Linked DNA regions of Rattus norvegicus: region 2 is linked to region 1. The links are chromatin contacts, called in public Hi-C maps. All regions are on one chromosome and are shown on one strand. The core of a region is the stretch at or near the end of the contact, and the rest is flanking DNA. Distances in the headings are between cores, read along the strand shown. Region 1 overlaps Dock1 (dedicator of cyto-kinesis 1). Region 2 has its middle 48 kb from the start of Clrn3.

Region 1 (3,639 bases), core at 380-2,879:
CCTTCTTTTTTGGAAAGCAGGGTATTTTTGTGATACATTTTTAAATGTTACATTTAGGGGCTGTTATTTTGGTCTGTTTCTTTCCTTCTGCATGTGCTAATTTTCTTGATTAATTTGGAGAACATCTGCATATAACGCTGAGTGCTTTTCACTGGCAAAGCCTCCCAACTTCATGTAGGACTCAGAGACTTCGCCTTCTCCACAGTCTGGAATCCTACCTAATTGAAATGCCAAACCTGCAAAGGTGCCAAAGCCTGAGTGTGTAATTATGCCATTTTCTCTTGGTCTTTCAGAGTTTTCCTGCGGGCGATTAATCAGTATGCAGATATGCTGAACAAGAAATTTCTGGATCAAGCCAACTTTGAGCTGCAGGTAAATGGAGAAGTAGACAGCACCTTTGTGGGAGAGTCTTGTTAAAACAAAGGGCTGCCCGGCGTCAGTCACCTGTACCTCTGGTCCTGGGATCTTAATCAGCCTCTGATCCGAGGTGTGGAGTTGGAACCCGAGGAGTGAGAAATGATACTTCTAGTGTGGTTACTCCATTTAGCAAGTTACAAGGTAGAGTTGTTTCCAAGAGAAAGTACTGAGTCAGAGTGGCAAGGAGAAACTCAACTGGCAGGAAGCAGCAGACAAGCCATTGAGTGCTACTATGCTTGGCTGCCAACCTCCTCTTGGATCATCCTAAGACAGGATGAAGGGTTCAGTACGGGAGGATCAGGTGTGCTTCAGTGAGCTAATTGCTTCTGGAACTCTCTCCCCTTCATATTCCCTTCGGGCTTTATGACACCCGTATTGTGCACAGTGAAGCCTCCTGTATCATAAATATCTTTTCCGTATATGCCTGGCCTAAGTATGTGGGGAGAGGTCCTGGGGAAGAAACCCTAAATATCTTGTGCATGCTAATTAGGCTGTCTATCAAAGGAGCCACATCCCCATCCTTGGCAATCTTACTTTAAAAAAAAAACAAAAAAAACAAAACTGTGTTTCCTTTTGTTTTTAACTTTTTACTGTTTTTCTCTGCTTGGTGCTTGTTTTCATGTGTCATAACAAAGAGTCGCACACTGTAAATGAGTTGTTAGGAAATGTTTCCTCTGCCCTTTGCAATTCTCATGCTCTCTCTGCAGGAGTTACTTATAACTAAGTGCTCTGTGCTCTTCCCGACACCAGGCACATTTAGGCGGGCCCGTGCATGACTTCATCTTCCCTTTAACACGTGTTGGTTCACACCGAGTGTTTCAGGGGCCTGCCATACTCCACAGCATGACCGTATCTGCTGCCCCTGCAAGATGGCCCAGCGGCTTCTGCTTCTCACGGCCCTGAGCCAAGCTTCCATGAGCTTCCATGGATGTCCAGGCCTGTACCCCCTAGAAAAGGCCGATTGCAGACAAAACAGGATGAGCGTTCAAGCTTGATGGATGGTGTCCCAATGCCTTCCTAAAAATGTCCCAGTAGTAGCACCCTCGCCAGCCACATAGATGTATATGTATGTATGCATGTGTTTATAAACCTTTTTGATTTTCTCCTTTGAGATTTTCATACATGTATGTACCACATTCTCCTCAGTCTCCCTGACACCAGCCCCATCTTCTCCAAGCTCCCTCCCACCCTTGACAACCTCCCTTCCAAGTTACAAATGCCCTTCTCACGCTTCTGTCTTTGTGTTTTGTCTTATGACCCACTGGACTATCCAGGACATTCTCGCCAGCCTCTTTTGAACAAAGCAGCTTTGTGCAGGCCTTCTTGAGAATTTAGGACTCTTGTTTATATGAATCCTTTTCTGACCACTACATTTTTGAATGACCAGTTAGGCTGAGAGTATTTATGAGCTGTGGGGATTTTTTGCTAGGCACCGCCTGGGCATTTCTGGCATTTCTTTTGCTTGCATTGGCTCTCAGTGTTTTTAATTAGTTGGGACTCTTATTATATCCTATTCATGGTTTTAAGTTTATTATATAAAAATATTTAACTTTTCCTGTAGTCAAGCCTGACATTTCTCTTGTGATTATATGGTCTTAGGTTTGGCATAGCAAATCCCTAATTGCCTTAGTGTTGTAGATTGAGCTACCTGCAATGGAGTTAATATCAGCAATTACCTACAGAGTTCTGCTTAATGGTCCTTTTTTTTAATTTTTCAGTTATTGAATCCACCTAGGATTTCTATAGTTAGTGTTAGGATCAGGGTCTATCTCTCCACTCACCACTTTCAGTTCATGATGGGCTTCCTGTGCCTCCTGTGACTTGACGTGCCGCCATTGGCCAGATTGCAATGTGTATAGATTCTATTATCTGCACTGCTACCGCAGTGACTTCCTTGCTTCAACTCTATAGCCAGGTAGTGGAACCCACACATCCCAGTGAATTTTCTGCGAGGAATTGCCCTCGCTGTGTTTGTGCGTTCCTTTTTGCACATATACTTTAAAATCAGCCAGTTGAGTGTCTCTTCTGAAAATCATGTTGCTTGGATGTTAACTGGACTTGTTGGACTGGTTAACTGGGAAATGTGACAGCATTTGAGGGAGTTTTTTGTAGTCTGTCTTTCTTCCACCCCATGCCGGTCTTCTTGCTCTAGCTTTCATTAAACTCTGGCCTGCCCTGTGACTTGCTGGCTGGATTCCTGTCTGTCCTGATGTGGCTGTTGCTTGGGAGGGACCCATCTCCCCACTGAAGGCATTCTCACTGTGCTCTGTCTGCTACTCAGGATCCATTGTGACGGCTGCCTGGGCTCTCACCCTGAGACTGAACACCTTCAAGGCTCTGTGCTCTCCAGCATTCAGAGCTGGACCCAAGAAGGAGTGCGGGATGTGGGCCAAACCACAATAAACCACAGTAGCCCTGGCCCCATAAGTGAAGAGAAGGAATGAGGAGTCAGTGACATCATCATTTGAAAAGCTCTCGTCCTGGTGTGTTGGTGCACACCTGCAACCCCAGTTCTTGGGCAGCTAAGAGAGTTGGACCCCAGGTTTTAGGCTAGTCTGAACTGCAAAGCCATAAGCTATCATAAGTACACATAATGCCAAAAGGAACATTGTCTCTCATGACAGGACTTACTTGCTATGCCACTTCCAAAAGCTGGGGCAAAAAATGGATCGTGAGCTCTGGCCCCACCTTGGCTGCATAAAAAGTTCAAAGCTAGCACAGGTAGTTTAGCAAGCTCCTTTCTTTAAAACTAAACTTAAAACGAGCTGGTATCTGGCTCGGCAATAACATGCTTTCCCACCATGCAGAAGCCCTGGGTTCAAACACAAAAAGAAAGAAGTGGGGAGGTAGGAAAGGAGGGAGAGGAGGAGAGAGAGGGGAAGGTAGGAGGAAAGCATTGGATTTTATTTGCGGTTGTTGTATTATGGCTTTTAAAGGTACTAGGTAGGTAGGCATGGTGCCACACACCTACCTAGCACTTGGGAGGTTAATCAGAAGTATTAGAAGGCACAGTCCTTCTTAGCCACATAACCAAGCAAGGCCATCCTAGAATATAAGACGCCTTGTGTCAGAAAACAAATGGAAACAAAAACAGGCACCAGGTGTATGTGTGTCTGAATAGGTCTCGGTCTGTGTTGACCTACCTTCTTTCCCTCCATCCAAGTCCACTTTTCCAGCTAGCCATGGTTCTGTGATCCTCAGAACATGGGTAGCATTGTCCTA
Region 2 (3,277 bases), core at 745-3,244, 400 kb after region 1:
GTTGTGGGGCACTTTTAAAAATAATGGTTGATTAGGAAGGGCCCCACTCAGAAGGTTCATCCCATTGTGGGTGGTGCCATGTGTGGGCTGATGGTCCTGGGTTCTATAAGAAATCTGGCTGAGCATGAGTAAGTGCTCTCCACAGCCTCTGCATCAGCTCCTGCCTCCAGGTTCCTGCCCTGATTGGGTTGAAGTCTCGTCTTCCTTCAATGATGGACTATGATGTGGAAGTATAAGCCAAGTAAGCCCTTTGATCCCCAAGTTTCTTTGGACATGGTGTTTCATTGCGGCCATAGTAACTCTAACTCGAATACCAATCCTCTTTCTTCTGCCTCTCCTTGCTGAGATTACAGGAATGAGCCACTACATCCAGATCAACTCACGTGTTCCTACGGATTTCGTCGGTAAAATGTATTCAGGTGCCTTCGTTTCAGCAAAACCACAGATTATGATTTAGAATGGAGCTGCTCAACATAAATCCCAAAGGAGAATTTCCTGCTACAAATGCAAATGTCCTCGACAGGGGAGAAGTGTGCATCTGCTTTTAGTCAGTCAGAAGTCTCCCTGTGTCGGCTACTGTCACTCACTTTGCCATAATCTACATGTCAGAGCTGGAGGGACAGCTCAGCAGCTGAGAGCATCGGCTACTCTTGGAGAGGGCTGGGGTTTATTCCCAGCACCCACATCACAGTTGACCATCCTCAGCAACTCCGGTAACAAGGGAATCCGACACCCTCAGGAAATGTCTGAACACGGTCCACGGACATACACACAGACAGAACAGCCACATGCATTATTAATATAAATAATGATTCATATCCTGAAGAGGTATATCTGGGGTGGCAGATTCTGTGCCCTGTGCAAAGTACAGGGATATCACACATTCCTTCCCATTTACATGTGTTTGTGCTTCTGCTATCTGAAGTGGAGGCCATAATGGGAAGGCAGGAACCTCCAGAAGTCCTAGGAAGGAAGAAGCAGTCCTGCTATTGTGGACAGCCACTAGAAAGCTACTATGCAGCCCTGGAAAGTTCCTTAACCTCGACTCCCAGAGGGCCCTTTGCTAAGTCATTTTGTGCTAAAGCTCTTACAATGTTTTCTATGTTATTTTTAGGTCCGAAGCTCACACTCCAGCTACAGGAAGATATTCAAGTACACACCCTCCTCTTCATGCAGATGATTAAGAGACTAGACCCTCTGTGGCTACCCTGAGGCTAGCCAACATCTGCCAACCTTGAAAGCAGACAGAACACGATGGCTTAGAGAGGTCAATTTTAGGGTGCACAGTAAGGGCAGAAAGTAGAAGTGGAGGGGGGGGAGTCATAAACTGAACTGTGATTGCCCTGTGTCCCCAGAGGCATGTTTAGTATCTTCTCAATTTGGAAGAGTGGAAGAACAAATCTTTATTCAAAGGCACTGAGTAAATGTTACAGGAAGCCATGCTGTGAAGCACCGCGGTCATCAAACCAAATCCTAAGTGGTTATCTGACCTTCTAAGAAATCAGGATTGCTACTACGGAAACCTGTCTTCCCACATAGGCCAGCCTCAGTGGACATGCATAGAACGTCCCTATATCTTCACCCCGGCCAGGAAACAGTCCGGCCTTGGCCATTTGGTTCCTCTAGTATTGTCTCTCTTTAACTTTACAAAGAAAGCGACTCTGGAGTAGTTGAACTTCTTGTTCTTTATTTCAGCTTTCCTCAGTCCTTCCCTGTCTGGAATCACAGGTGCATTCTCTACCTGGCTCAACAAAACATCTGTTGCATTTCACAGAAAGAAGCATTCCCTGATTTCAAATTTTTACAAAAGCTTAATTCAGACCTTTAACTAGTAATCTCTCTGCTTTGACCAAAGGGAATGGCTGAGATTTCCTAGCTGTCAGGTTCCATATGTGAGAGGTGCTTCATCTAGGAAGGAAAGGCTTTGCTAGTCAGGATTCCTGGCTTGGGCATGGGGGCGGGGATTGGCTTTGAGTGGAGGGGGTTGGCAGAACTGTGTAAGAGGAAGGAGAGGGAAGGGAAGACTGAGAGGAACTATTGTCTGCACTGGGTCATTTCCATGGCCCCTAATCATGAACGTCAGGGAAAAGCTACCCAAAGCAGTGAAATGGAAACCCAGACATACTCTCTCAAGCACAAAGAGAAGCATAAGGCTTGAGTTTTCCACAGAATAATCCTGGGAAAAAAAGGAGATTGGAGTCTTACTGATGTGTAATTTTATATATTATATACATTATACCAATTTAGCCCAAATTGGCCTTTTCTTCCTGCTGATTTCTGTTTCATTTAAGAATAACAGTGCCTGCTGGGTATGGGTTTGCACACCTGTAATCTTAATGCTAGGCAGAAGGAGGCAGAAATATCTTAGGTCTGAAGCCAGCCTGGGCTAAATAGAAAGATCCCATCTCCAAAACCAAGAGCTTGGAACATAAGTAGCAGAGCCTTACCTAGTCTGTACAAGGCCCTGGGTTCAATCTGCAGCATCGATAACAATAAATATCGCAACAACAATAATAGTTAAATGATGGTGGTGGTGGTGATGATGGGAATGAAACCTGACTTGCGACTTTGGTTCACAACCCCAGATCTGGCAGACTGCTTGGGTGGACCAGAGTTAGCACTGCTGTCTAAGCCTCTAGTCTTTCATGCTGAAGATGAAACCCAAGGCCTATTTTGTGCCAAGAACGTGCCACCTAAGCCTATAATCCTGATCTGCGCATATTTTCTTGAGCTTAGTAGACTAGGAGTAGTCATATGTTGTCGCCATGACCAGGATATCATCTAACACCGATAGGCTCAACAGGGAAAACCAGTCAGGGTCATTTATATTCAGACACATATTGGCCACTTGTTTTAAGACCTTAGGAAAGTATGGCAAATCACAGTCAGAACATGAGAAGGAGAAACATTCCTTGTGCCACTCCTCCCTGGAAGGGAGGGGACACTGGAGCAGTGTTGTCAGAATGGCGGCTGCCTTTGGGGGACCTCATTTCTATGGTCCGCATTGGAGGGGACAAAGGATGAAGGAAAATGATGCAGAAGGTCTGAGAACTTCTTTGCTTGCAAGATTAGCTTTGGAATAACATTTCCTCAGCCCCCACAATATGAATGGAAAGGACCCTCACAACCCATTGTAGAATGGTCAGGTGTGGCTATACATATATTACCATTCATCCCTCTGACTGTAGTAGATATTTGGGGTGATCCAGCCTGTGCTCATCATGACTGGATCCAGAGCAAGGAGTGCCCTAGCTTTTAACATTGCAACACAGCACTG

What was found. Hi-C and Micro-C count contacts between places; a contact is called where the count stands out from the background.
Region 2: a contact with region 1 is called in a Hi-C map of Schwann cells, with 2.1 times the contacts expected there. The contact joins two enhancer-like sites. A contact is called at or near these places in 3 of 12 Hi-C or Micro-C datasets (Schwann cells, hepatocytes and kidney).

Annotation. Positions count from the first base shown.
Region 1 is chr1:199,315,097-199,318,735 of GRCr8, forward strand. Dock1 (dedicator of cyto-kinesis 1) reads left to right here. Exons shown (of 52, transcript NM_001143858.1): 30 at 294-372. Among named protein-coding and RNA genes, the nearest start is that of Insyn2a, 130 kb to the left of the region's middle. Within about 2 kb of position 1,630, at least 32 of the 93 cell types and tissues checked have an H3K27ac peak or open chromatin away from gene starts, as enhancers often do. A contact at or near this core is called in Schwann cells, where this site is marked.
Region 2 is chr1:199,714,972-199,718,248 of GRCr8, forward strand. No RefSeq gene overlaps it. Among named protein-coding and RNA genes, the nearest start is that of Clrn3, 48 kb to the right of the region's middle. Within about 2 kb of position 1,995, at least 1 of the 93 cell types and tissues checked has an H3K27ac peak or open chromatin away from gene starts, as enhancers often do. A contact at or near this core is called in Schwann cells, where this site is marked.